2 separate regions of the Mus musculus genome follow, and region 1 is linked to region 2. A link is a contact called in public promoter capture Hi-C data. All regions are on one chromosome and are shown on one strand. The core of a region is the stretch at or near the end of the contact, and the rest is flanking DNA. Distances in the headings are between cores, read along the strand shown.

Evidence for each region. Promoter capture Hi-C pulls out the DNA fragments that hold promoters and counts their contacts.
Region 1: a contact with region 2 is called in a promoter capture Hi-C map of liver, with 2.1 times the contacts expected there. The contact joins two enhancer-like sites. A contact is called at or near these places in 2 of 39 promoter capture datasets (liver and pre-B cells), 1 of 15 datasets of contacts at CTCF or cohesin (large pre-B cells) and 1 of 115 datasets of contacts at active chromatin or transcription factors (large pre-B cells).

What each region holds. Positions count from the first base shown.
Region 1 is chr2:27,403,219-27,409,731 of GRCm38.p6, reverse strand. All of the region lies in intron 1 of Vav2 (vav 2 oncogene), which reads left to right. Among named protein-coding and RNA genes, the nearest start is that of Vav2, 21 kb to the left of the region's middle. Within about 2 kb of position 4,806, at least 90 of the 459 cell types and tissues checked have an H3K27ac peak or open chromatin away from gene starts, as enhancers often do. A contact at or near this core is called in liver, where this site is marked.
Region 2 is chr2:27,043,686-27,050,158 of GRCm38.p6, reverse strand. No RefSeq gene overlaps it. Among named protein-coding and RNA genes, the nearest start is that of Gm13398, 10 kb to the right of the region's middle. Within about 2 kb of position 3,573, at least 22 of the 459 cell types and tissues checked have an H3K27ac peak or open chromatin away from gene starts, as enhancers often do. A contact at or near this core is called in liver, where this site is marked.

The sequences.
Region 1 (6,513 bases), core at 3,557-6,056, 360 kb before region 2:
CTCCCCAGTTTTTTTTAATTGGTGTGTGTGTGTGTGTGTGTGTGTGTGTGTGCGTGCATCTGTAGGCTTAGAAGCCAGTTGCAGAGCCAAGGCGCTGGCTTTGAATTGTGGGACTCAGCTTTAGATTTTTTTTCCTATCAGCTTGAACTACCAACTTTGCATTCAGGTGGTAGTTCGTTCAGGTCATGGCAGGTTTGAACCGCTGATTCCTGTAGGCATGAAGTGGGCCTTAGGCTCCAGCTCCCTGGGGAAGGGCTAGTTGCCAGCATGTTGGTTCATTGAGGGTGACAAGGTGGCCTTTGTGGAGTCCTGCCAAGCAGACTGAAGACCCAGAAGAGCTTATGTGTTGTTTTTAAAAGTGAGTGTTGATTATGAACAGAGGTTTTTCTTTAAAAAGGACATTGAGTTAAATTGATTTTTTGGAGCCTCTTTTATTGCTATTGATCCAGCAGAGCTTCAGTCAGGAAATAAGCTCACAGTGGCTCTGCTGAGACTTCCTTGATACCTCACTGATGTCGGGAGAGAAGCATTTGCTAAGACTTGGGTGACCGTACCTGGTCGTGAGCCCAAGGCTGGCACGTGGACTTCGCCATGATTCCTGGGCTCTTGTCCTGCTGTCGTGTACTGGAGGACAGCACAAGTGCTCTCCCTCCGTATCTGGAGCACAGGCTCTGTAGTGGAGTAGTCTATGGCTAGAGGCGATAGGTGCCGGTCCTGTGTGTCTCCAGTCTCCAGGTGCTGTGGATGGTACCTTCTCCAGGACATCAGTGATCCTGGGGACATGAGCACCTAGAGGACCCTGCTGGACAATTTCAAGCTGGGGCTTATCTTCTTGGTTCTCTAGCAGCAGGGGCCATTGGTGTCTGTCACATGCCTTTAGTTAGCCTGAGCTCAGGGTTATGATGACTGTGTCCACCTGAGTATACCCTGCCCTCTTGCTCACCACTTCTCCCACTCTCCACCTACCTGCTGTAGCAGCCTGTACCCTGTAGGCTGCTAACTGCTGAGAGTCAGGCTGCAGGATGCGTATCTGATTCTCTTCTTTTTGGGTCTCAGAGAAAAGTTACCATGTCCCTGACTCTCTCCATTCCTTGTGTCCCACCAGGTGTAAGTGGAGTTTCTGGACATGTATGGTATAGTGACATCATTTATACCCCTCAACCTGGCCACCTTCTTTGTACTGTGAAATGTCTTTGCTCTGTGACAGCTGCTGTCTGCCTGTTAGTCTCTCATCATCCCTCTTGCTAGAGTTAGCTCCAAATACAAGTGACAGGTAAAGCCATGCATGATAGCATTTGTTTCAGACCGAAATGGATAAATCAAATCCTAGAGCTCTTGACAAGGTTACAGGCGATAGAAGGCTTCCTACAAATACCAGCCAAGGAAGGGTGGGAAGAGACTGGTGACTGAGGGCAGGAAGAGGGGGAGCCAGGAGATGCGGGAGAAACAGAAGGGCTACATTTAGTAACATTGAGTAAAATGAAAAGGAAAGTTGAAACAAACAAAACACTCACCTGGGGCCTCTTGAAAGCAGTTGAAGGAATGAGTGGACCCGGTTGAGCTGATGACAATGGGTTTTGGTCTCAGGTGCCCATCTAAGGAGCAGAGCTGGCATTCAGAACTCAAAGCCCGTGCTCCAGCTTTGCAGAGGCTTGCTGTGGTATAGAGGGGGAGGGGGCTGGTCTGTAGCCCCAGGGCAACTTGGAGCTCCCAAGTCTGCTTCTTTTCAAGCTCTACCTGCCCTCGTCCTGGACTGAGAGGGCATGACTGGTCCCTTCCTCGTGCCCTTTGTGCTCCCCTTCCCAGCTGTATGGGGGAGGCTTTGTTTATGAGGGTTAGGGGGAGGGTGGAGGCTGTGGTGAGCTGTCGACCCATGCCTTTATCTTTGGGATGTGACTTCTGAGAGTCCATCTGGTGAGGCTGGTGATGGCTGAGGGGCACCCGCTGATGACCATTCAGCGGAGGGTGTCCCAGAGCTGGGTTGGGAGAGATGATACTGATTTTGGTGTGGATCTTCATGGGAATGCACAGGGCAGGTGGGGTTCTCAGTTAGGATGGGGGCAGATGCCTGGGCACCTCTGAGGACAGCAGTACTTCTGAGCTGACACGCACTGGGTCATGCCTGGGTAGTTTCTAGTGCATCTGCAAAGAGCCTTCCCTATTTAAAGGTTCCTGTGAGGTTCCAGGAGTTAAGATGCGAACGTAGTTTTGAAAGTCTGTCTGTCTGTCTCCTTGACATAGTGGCCCCTTTCTTTCATCTGGACACGATGTCTTGTCAGAGCTGCTCAGGAACGTGAGGTAGGAAGGGGCTGTGAGAGAGGAGAAGCCCAGGCTCCTTGGGGATGGAGAGGGCAGAATCTGGGCTGAGGTGGCAGTGCAGCAGGAATGTAGACGGAGACTGGGTGGGCTTGCTGAGATGCTGGTCTGGACCTATGCCTCCAAGTAACTGCCTGGTATGATGGGAGTTTGAGTGTCCCTTCCTGATAGCATTGATGGACCACCCCTGTCCTCATGGTCCTCTGTCCTCTCAGACGATGATCCGCTGCTGTCGGGTTTCCTGTTCTCTAGCTACCCTGGTTGCCCTGGGGATGTGGGGGCTGCTCCATTTCTCAGCACCTCTGAGTCACTCCACTGCTCTCTCACTTCCCTTGGGCGCCCTATCCCCTGCCCCCTCAAAATAACACCTGGGATGGGGCAGAGAGCCCAGGTTGCCATTCTCTCTGAAAGCAGAGCAAGAGACTCTCTTCATGCACGCCTCAGAGTGATGCAGGTTGCTGATTTGGTGGCCAAGTGAGTGAAGGATGAGTGGAGCAGGGAAAGTGGGGAGGAGCTGAGTCCTGCAGGCTCAGCCAGGTGCTCTTGGATAATCATGGAATGTGGTCGGGAAGGCCATCTTGATGAGGACATCGTACGAGGTCCTAAGCCATACATGTGTTTAAGGTGAGGTGGCTTGGCTTTCTGTTTATTTTCTTCCTTCCTTTCTTCCTTCCTTCCTTTCTTTCTTTCTTTCTTTTAAAGATTTATTTATTTATTTATTTATTGTATGTGAGTACTCAGCACACTGTCACTGTCTTCAGACACACCAGAAGAGGGCATTGGATGGTTATAGATGGTTGTGAGCCACCATACGGTTGCTCGGAATTGAACTCATGACCTTGACCTTTGGAAGAGCAGTCAGTGCTCTTAACTACTGAGCCATCTCTCCAGCCCCAGCTTTCTGTTTCTTGCTCTGCCTACAGGGTGAGTTTGCTAGGAACCTGGAATTTGGGGCCTTTGGCCCAGCATGGGAATTCCCGTGATGGAAGGAAGCCCTTCCCACTTCGTGATGCACATCTTTATTGAGAACATCTATTATCATTGTGCACCTGACTAGAGGTGAAACTGTGGCAACAATCTTGAGTGTCCATTTGTGGGGAGACTGGAGGACGCATGTTGGGCTCAGGCCAGGGCAACTATACCCATCTCCATGGTGAGCTAGGGATTTGAGGCACCAGTGAGGAGGTGCGGAACCCAACATCTGATGGCTCCTGTGTCACTCAGAGCACCAGCTTGGACAAGGCACTAGAGCAGCTGGGCAGGGAGGCCAAGGTCATTAGCAACCCTGCCTTCCCTTTGTCTAGGAGAGGTTATTTCTATATTGGGAGAAAAATGAAAACAAAAACAAACAAAAAGAAAACCCAAAACCAAAAAACTGGTCTTACACCAGGCTTCTTCCTGTCCTGTTCATATGAGACAGGACCTGTGACCCTTCCTCAGCACAGGCACCACCCCTGGGCCACTGTGTCCCCCTTTGGTAAGATGGCAGTGGCTATCCCAGCCCAGAACATGCTAGCAAGGATAAGAGGACAAGAAACCAGTGTTCCTAGATGCCTCAACAGGAACTCTGGTTGGCCGTGGGACCCAGGGTGCCAAAGGCATGAAGGAGGCTCCAGTCAGTATACCCTGCCGTTCTCCTGACCCAGCTGTGAAATGCCAGATCTGGTGTAGCTTTCCTGGCCTGTCCTCTATGCCTGGGTAGCCTCTCACATGCTGGGCTCTTTTGGGGTGGGGCCTGAGGGTGAGTCTGCAGCTGTGAGCACTCCTGACCTTGGCCGCCCCACCTGTTGCCCTGGCATCCGTGGAGCCCCGTCCCCTCTCCCTGCCTGGAGGAGGGGGCAGAGATTGGGCACTGAGGGGCCTGGAGCCAGTGGGATTGGAATTTCTAGAAAGTTCAGCTTTTCACTGATTTTTTTCATGGGCCTTTGAGAAAGGGAACCCCAGAGACTGGCCTCACTGGACACACCTCCTTCCACCCCCAGCCCTGAGAAGAGCTATAGTCTAAGAGCTAAGAAGCCATACCTGCTTGTGGGGGGAAAACCAGAAACAAAAGAAGAAGCCATGAACCCAGTGTGGCCTGAGTCTAAGTTCCTGAAAGTTCAGGGGAATTCCTCAAGCTGATGGGGGGTGTGGGGAGCAGTGGGGAGCTGTGTCCTTGTCCTCTTTCTACAGACAGAAGAGTTTTTCCAGTGATCTGAGAGGAGGCCTAGGGGTCTAGAGAGCTGAGGACAGTGCAGGGCCCTGGGGAAGGGTGGATGGTGTGAGGGGACCTGGAAGGTCACTGAGAGCCTGGGTTAGAGAGCTGGAGAAAGGCCCCTCTAACTTCTGAGGAAGTCTTTCTGACTCCCTTCCCCTCCCCACCCCCCAACTCAGGAAACTGCAGAGCTATTTGGTTGGGGTAACTAAGGCTCTTGAAAGGTCAGGGACTTGCCCAGGGCCACCTGGGAAGTCATGTTTAGCAGAGTTCTGCCCTGTGCTATCTGCCCCAGTGGCTTCTGGTCCTAATGTTCAGAGTGAAACTAGGTAAGAGGGGAGCAGATTGAGGGTAACGTGCCTCCCATCTGAGCCTTCCCAGGGTGCATTTTGCTGGAGCAGGGCTGCCACTGATGGCTGACCCCTCTGCTTGTGCGGGAATGGAATTGACCTGGGGATGGATCACTGTTTTTTTTTTTTTTTTTTTTTTTTTTTCCATGATGTAACTGAGAGGCCTGGAGACTTCAGAGGCAAAGTCTTTGGTGGACCCTGTAAGCTGACAAAGTGGATAGTGACTCTCTGGGGCCTCACTAAGAGACTGTTAAGAGACCCAAGGAATCAGCTCGGCAAGCTGCTGGGATGTCTGTTGTTGGCATCATCCTGTGGAACAGAGGTAGCCTCCTCTTTGCATGCAGGGGGCAGAGTCTGTTGGGGCAGCAGGAAGTCTGCCCCCCTCCCCGCCCCCTGCTAAGCTTGTGTTTACTGTACACAAAGAGCAAAATGAAAGCCGATTGCATTTAAGAAACAGGAAAAACATGTTTACATCTCGCCTTCCTCCCCTTGACAGTCCAGACTTATTTCCCTGGAATCTTCTAAAATTTTTTCATTAAGACATTTTTATCAGTCATAACAGAGACACATTCACACCCATCCATCCATCCATATGCACGGGCACACCCACTACATGCTCCCAGGTGTGCACACACCCACCTCTTGCCCACACACAGCTTGCACGCACACACATCACATACCAGCATCCCAGGTGTGCTCACCTAGCTACGACAGCCACGGGAGTGGTTTCCCCATGAACTGAGGGGTGTGCTGCGTGGTTGAGAAAGAGGGGGCTTGCACTGTTTCTAGTAATACATAGAGTTGTCCCATGTGGGACAGTCGCCTGCTTTTGCAGGAATGAGGGGATTGTTGTAGCTGCCCCTCCCACATCAATCATTAATCAAGAGAATGCTCCTTAGGCTTGCTTACAGCCCATCTGCTGGAGGCTTTTTCTCTATCCAGGTTGCCTGTTCCCAGATGACTCTAGCCTGTTTCAGCCACTGGGTAGTGGGTTTGGATCTGAGATCTGCGTGCAGTCTGGAGTCATGGTCTCTGAGGACAGGAGTTCTCGGGAATGGCTGGTGGGGAAGATTTAAACCAAGACCTCTGCCTGGAAGGTGGTTAGGCGTGTTCTACTCTGCCCTACAGTGACATACCACACTAGCTCTGGGGCATCTGCGGCAGAAGTGAGATGTGGTGTCTGGTAGGGAGAGTGAGAGACTGGACTCAGGCAGGGGTCCCATGGAGACTTTGTTACTTAGAGTCCAAGATGGATCCTATGCTAGGCCCTCATGTGGCTGGCCCAAGCTCTGGAGCCCTATCCAGAGCAGTCGGGTGGGGACCTGTGAGCAGTGTGAATGGTAGAGAGGGACAGGAGTCGCAGAAACCAAGGCTTTTGTTTGCTGTTGTTTAGATCAGAACTGTCCTCTGAATGCCCATGTGAAAGGCTTTGTGACCACTGCTGAGCTTTGGGGGACATGAGGGACTTTGGAGACTCCAACATTAGGGGATCATAATTTCTGGATGGATGGTAATCTGTCTTAGGGTTTTACTGCTGTGAACAGACACCAGGACCAAGGCAACTCTTATAAGGACAACATTTAATTGGGGCTGGCTTACAGGTTCAGTGGTTCAGTCCATTATTACCAAGGCAGGAGCAACATCCAGGCAGGC
Region 2 (6,473 bases), core at 2,324-4,823:
AACTAGCCAGTACACGTCCCATCTCCCAGGCTGGGATTACTGATCTCCACAGTGCCCAGCTTTTATGTAGGTGCTGGGGATTGAACTCGCGTCCCCACACTTATGCAGCACGGACTCCCCAGATCTGCCACAATTAAGCTGTCTTTCTGTTGTCTGTGTTTAAGCCCGGTGAAATGTTGCTAGTGTCTGGGGGGGTTTGTCACGGGAGCTTTGCTTTTGACTTTCGTCCCACCAAACACCCTGGCCTTTTGATCTGGGGCCACCTCTCTCCACTTCCCATCGTCCCCCCATGGAGGGTTGGAGGAACCTTTGACCTTTCCCTCCCCTTTCTAGTCCTTACCCTTTCCCTGGCTACTGACCTCTGCCCCCACTAATTCAGACTTTGCAAGCAGTGCTTCCCCATGCTGTGACCCCCACTGTGGCTCCTGAGAAGTGAACTCTCCACACTGGTGGGTAGCTCAGTGATAGTGTTCTTGCCTTGCTTGTGAAAAGCCCCGGGCTCTGTAGAAATATCTGATGACTCATTTTTGAAGCTGCTTTGAGCCAGCTTAGGTCTAGCTACAAATGAACAGAAAACACCAGACCCCTGCTAACACCCGTGTCTGGGACTGCGGGTGTGAACAAATGCCACCGTTTTCTGCAGTGTGGCGATCAAACCCAGGACACTGTATACACGAGACAAACATACTGAGATAGACACACCCCCAAATTCCTTTATAACATACTGACTCCCTCTTTGTGTCTAAACTGCTGCTACGACTGTCTTTAGAGTTTTTTTTATTTCAAGTGACATAGTTTTTATATTACATTTTAATTAATTTATCTATATTGTGCATGAGAGTATCCTACAGTGTACATGTGGAGGCAGAGGACAACTTCTGAGAGTTAGTTGTCACCTTCTACCAGTCAGGACCCCAGTGATTGACCTCCAGTTGGCAGGCTTGGGAGTGAGTGCCTCTACCCACGGAGCCATCTCAGTGACTCTATTTCTTGGACAAAGTATATTCATCTCACTCCTTGGTTCTGGTATTTAACATCTAACATCTGAGGTTTGGGTAACTGAATTTTACCCCCTTGAGTTTCTGTAGCTGTCACTCCTGATGTCTTGTTTCCTCGGGAATTGGCTGAGTTTTGACAATGAAATTGTTTGCTGTGGTACTTTGTAGAGATTGTAGGGGTTTTTGTTTGTTTTGTTTTTTGTTAGTTTAGGCTTGAAAGTAGATTCCTTTAGGAATGCTTGTGTTTACCTCTGTAAATGATTGGCTTCTTCAGAGCTAGGGATCCTTCAAACTGGCATCCTCTCTTATAGATGTTTCAGAATAATTGAGGAAATGTGAATTTAGGCTACACATACAGACACACATACACATATCACACACATACACATATACCACACATACACACCACATATACACATATGCATTCATATACAAACATGCAGCAAACATATACATACACTACACACACACATACCCTGCACACACATACAGCACACACACATTACATACACATATGCCACTCACAGATATACCATAATACATGCCATATACACATATTATACACACATACTACATACATATACCATACACACATATACACATATCACACACATACCACACCACATGTATACACACTCATACACTACACACAAACACACACACTACACATGCATACACACCACACACACATACACACACACACACACATACACACACACACACACACACACACACCCCTGAGGACCTGTTTATGTCTATTCGCTAGCCCTTACAGAAGTTTCTTCCTCTTCTCTGCAGTACCAGCCCTTGAGGTACACAGAGTCTATGCAGCACTTGGGGCAGATGGATTCTCTTATCTACATAAGACAGTGAGGCCCAGCACCAACATGGGATTGGCTCCACTAGACTCCCCGACATGGCCAAGCTCTGCATTTTGCCCTTTATACTTTGCCCCAAATTTAGCAAAGACAAATCAGTAAAAACAATGATGTTCTAGTTTATCTATGAGAATGAGTGAGTTTTAATTCTCTAGCTTCCACAAGAAAAACCTATTGCCGAAAATAAATAAATAAAAACAATAAATTAAAAAAATTAAAAATATATAAAGAAAAACCTATTGCCAAGAGTAAACACCAGGCCAGCTCTGAGCCCATCCCAACACACCAGTAGCAACTAGTTTAGCCAGAAGCTAGCCTCATGGCTACCAGTCCACCGACCCTTAAACTCAACCTAATGCTCTCTTTGGGGGTCTGACTACCGAGATTCCGACCTTCCTTCTCCACAACACTTTTCTTTCCATTTCACCCTTTCTGGCAAGCCCAAGGCAGTACCAAGGATGCTGGGTACCCTTTATTTAATCTGAACATTTCCCTGTTTTAGTGGAAAAGCTTGTAGTTTGGTACTTTGGACAGAGAGGTAGATGCTGGGGGTGTACATACTGTAAACTCTTAACTTTCTATATTAATAGGATTAGGAATTTTCTGCTCTTGTTTTGTAATCATGGTTTTATTGGTTCTTTGAGAATTTCATACCATGTATATTGATCATATTCACACACACACACACATACACACACACACACACCACGATCCCTCCTAGATCCACTCTTGCCTCCCTACCCACTCAACATTGAGTTTTCTTCTTCTGTAAACCCACTGTGTAAACACAAACCCAATCTGTATTCCCAACTACTCTTGGGCCTGGGGGATTTCTGTCTCTTATTTTATATATGAGGGAACAAGGCATGGCGAATGATGAGGGTAAGACTTCGGAAGTCAGGCAGCCTGACTCTGAGGTCTTTAGTATGATCTATCATCATCAGATGAGTGAGTATCGAACTGACCGGTTCAGTCATTCTTCCCCAGCCAGCCCTGCTCCAGGTCCTGGAGGTCCAGCTGGGGTGGCAGCAACAGTTCTCTCTGTACTTGTGTGCCCATTGGTAGTGGACCCAGAGTTGACTGGATGGCTCCTTGGGGGAAGAAGCTGCTGCTGGAACACATAGCAGTGTTCATGAGGACCCACTGGCTATCCAGCCTGAGCTTCAAGTGGGTCCCCTCTGCTAAGTTCCCAGATTCAGAGTCTAGATCCCCAGCAGACAGTCACATGGAAGCCCAACACCCAGGGATGGTCCAGGGTGGAGATCTGTAGACTTTCTCTCTTGCCTTTGAAGATAGATGCTGCAAGCAAGACTCTGGAAAAAGCTCTGGCCAGAAGACCCTTCTCTGGTCACAGTGCCTTTTCTCTGCTGTAACCTTAGAGGGTGAGCCCTTGACTGACTTCAATAAGCCTGAGAGAAGGGTGCCATCAAACAGAGCTGTGGACACAACTTCTGAGCCCCCTCTCCCCAGTGCCATTCCCTAAACTCTAAGCCAAAAGGTCTTAGCCTCTTTCCTGTTACTCAAGGGTCATGAGCCCCCCCCCAGAAGGGCCAGCACCTATGATGGGGAACCCCTTAGTCAGCAGAGATGCTTAGGAAGACACAGACTGTTTCCACTGTCATTTAGGGAACAGCTGGGCACAGCTGCATCCAAGTACACTGCTCCAGCCCTGCCTGGAACACAGGGTCAGACTCCATTCCCTTCCCTTCATGGGCCCGACTCCAGCAAGCCAGGCCAGGGGACGGCGTGTCCTCAGGCTTGCCTGGCCCTATCCCAGCTTCACAAAGCAGTCCCCCAGCTTGTGGTGGGAGGACAGTTTCATCCCAACCAGAGAGACGAACGTGCATGCTTTTCTCTGAGGTCTTCTCAAACTGTGAAGATCTGACTGTAAAGCAGGGTCAGAGTGCTGGCATCATCCCAAAGGGGCTGGGGGTAGCTGGGAAGGGGCTGGGGGATAGCTGGGAAGGGCTTGGACGTAGCTAGAAATGTCACCGTGGGAATTTAAGAAAGTGGTCAAACTGTCCTTGAATCCTGATTATGCTCTACAATGGCCAGCTTTCTTCTGCATATGAACCAGGGTGAGAGGGCTGCCCTCCCACTCACACCACCAGGACACTCTCCACTCCTGATCCCTGCTCAGACTTCCCTGTAGCTCTCTGCTGGCTCCCTCCAGCCTGAAGGACCTCTAGAGGCAGAATCCTCATTGGTTCCTGTTGCTGTGTCAAACACTGTGACCAGAAGCAACCTGGGGAGAAAAGGGTTTGCTTGACTTACAGGTTACAGCCCACGTCATTGAAAACCAAGGCAGGAACTGAAGCAGAGACCACACAGTGCTATGTATAGTCTTGTTCCCCGTGACTCAGTGAGCTTTTTTATACTGGCCAGGCCCACAGGCCCATACAGCTGGGCCCTCCTATGTTAGCTGGCTACTAACAATTAAGAAAAGGCCCATGGACATGCCCACAGGCCAATCTGATGGAGGAAATTCTTCGGTTGAGTTTTCTTCTTCTCAGGTATGTCTAGGTTTGTTTCAAGTTCACAAAAATTAAACAGGACAGGACAGGCAGCTTTACCTGCTCTGTCATTCAGGTGTCAAGGTCAAACACCCACTCAGGCATCATGTACTCCCAACTGTGTGTGTATGTGTGTTCTGTGTGCACATATATGTGTGCAAACACTCTGATTCCTTCCCGGTCACATGCTCCTAGATTGCCTTGTACACACCTTTCTCTCTGCAGTCACTCATCTCAGGAGGTGTCTGCCTGCCTGACAGAACCCTAAAAGCCAGGACTCAGTATCACAGCCTCAGTTTCCCCTCCAGGTCCTCAGCCCAGATCTAGTAGTTCTCAGAATATGATGTGTGAAGAACACCCAGGTCTTAGCTGTTTGCAGCTTTGTTTATTTTGTGTCTGTGCAGATACACTTGGAGAGGCCAGAGATGGGCCCTGGGTATCTTCATTTATGGCTTGCCACCTTATTTAATTCTTAAACATGGCTCCTCACTGGACCTAGAGCTTGCTGCTTTGGCTGTCTGGCTCACCAGCAAGCCCCCAGGCTTCTGCCTCTCTCTGTCCTGCAGAAATGAGGTTATTCTTGGACCCAGCTTTTACATAGGTGGCGGGATCCAAACCCAGATCGTCAAGCTTGTGCAGCAAGCCCTGCATCTGCTGAGCCATATTTACAACCTCTTATCCAGGCTGTACCAATACTTTAAATTTCTATTTTAACTCACTAGCAACAGAGGTCAGTGGTGATGCTGGGTGAGTTCATGAACTTTCTCAGTTACCCATGTGTGGTAGAGGACTGTAGGTACACCGATAAACAAAAGACCATTGCAGCACCCTGCTGGGCTTCATGCCTGGCTCTTTGGCCACTGTGGTTCCCAATCCACTGCAGGAAACAGTCCATCTAACTTCTGAGATGGCCCTTCCTGGTGGGTTGGGCTGCCACCCGATTCTACAGCAGAGGCTTCTAAAGGGCAGGAAAGTTGGGTGCTGTGTCCAAGGTCAATAAAAAGTGACTAGAGCCTTGACAGCAGGTTCTAACATCCTTTGTCCCTCCAGGGATACACCAGTGTCCTGTTCCAGCATGGTCCCTAAACACACGGTGTCCCTGAGGTGTGGTTTCCCATGAGTACCTACCAGACACCAGCTACACATGCTTGCACACATGCTTGCTTCACATCTGTCCCCTCCCAGACCACCCAATCAGCTGGAGCAAGACAGACAGACAGACAGACAGACAGACAGACAGACAAGAGTTCCCAGGAGAGAGCCTGCCTTGCAGGGATCCATGCCCTGTACTGCAGCCAGCCACCAACACCGCACCCCAGGAATCCTTCCCGGAGGCCTGGCTGCTGCTCGCCAGCCAGAGACTGGAGAAGTCAAGGGTTTCAGCTCCTGCTGGGGGGAAGGCCAAGGCAGCTACAGCTGGGCTTCCCAGAGGCCAGGAGCTGGTTCCAGGTCAAGTCTACACCAGGCCAGCCAGCTTTGGGGGTGAAGTGGAGGAGGAGAACTCTTGCAGATGCCAGTCCTGAGCACCAGTGAGCAAACAGAAGCACGTGGCACTTCATACAGATTAGATGGAGCACTGGATCCTGGGGCTAAGGACCCTAGGTATCCAAGAGAGTGCCCTCTGCACTTCTGAAGGGCCATTTGGTATCGGGACTAGCCTTTCTCTGAGAACCTGCATGTTCTGGAGTATTAGTTAGCCGGGAAAGTGTGTGAGGCTTGCCACACTTAGATCTAGGGAGAGAGGGGTCCTTCACATGAGCCCCACCATCCAAATGCAACCAGGATGGATTCTCAAGCCAGAGTACTGCTGAGCTGCCGGCCATTCCACATAGCCAATCTGCAGCCCGGTCCCTAGGGCCTGGGGGGGGGGGGTTAACGTAGATATGGTGTCTAGACTTTTAAACAGGAGGGATGAGAGTCGAGCTGGGAGGAGCAGCACAAAGAGGGACCTATACTACTAACTAGAGAAAAGAGGGTAAAAAGAGAGATGAGCAGAAGTGCTGGCCGCCCCTGCCTGGATGCTCAGTGCTGCTCAGTCTGGGAACAGCAGTATCTCAGCAGCCTCTGTGATCAGCCAGCAGCAG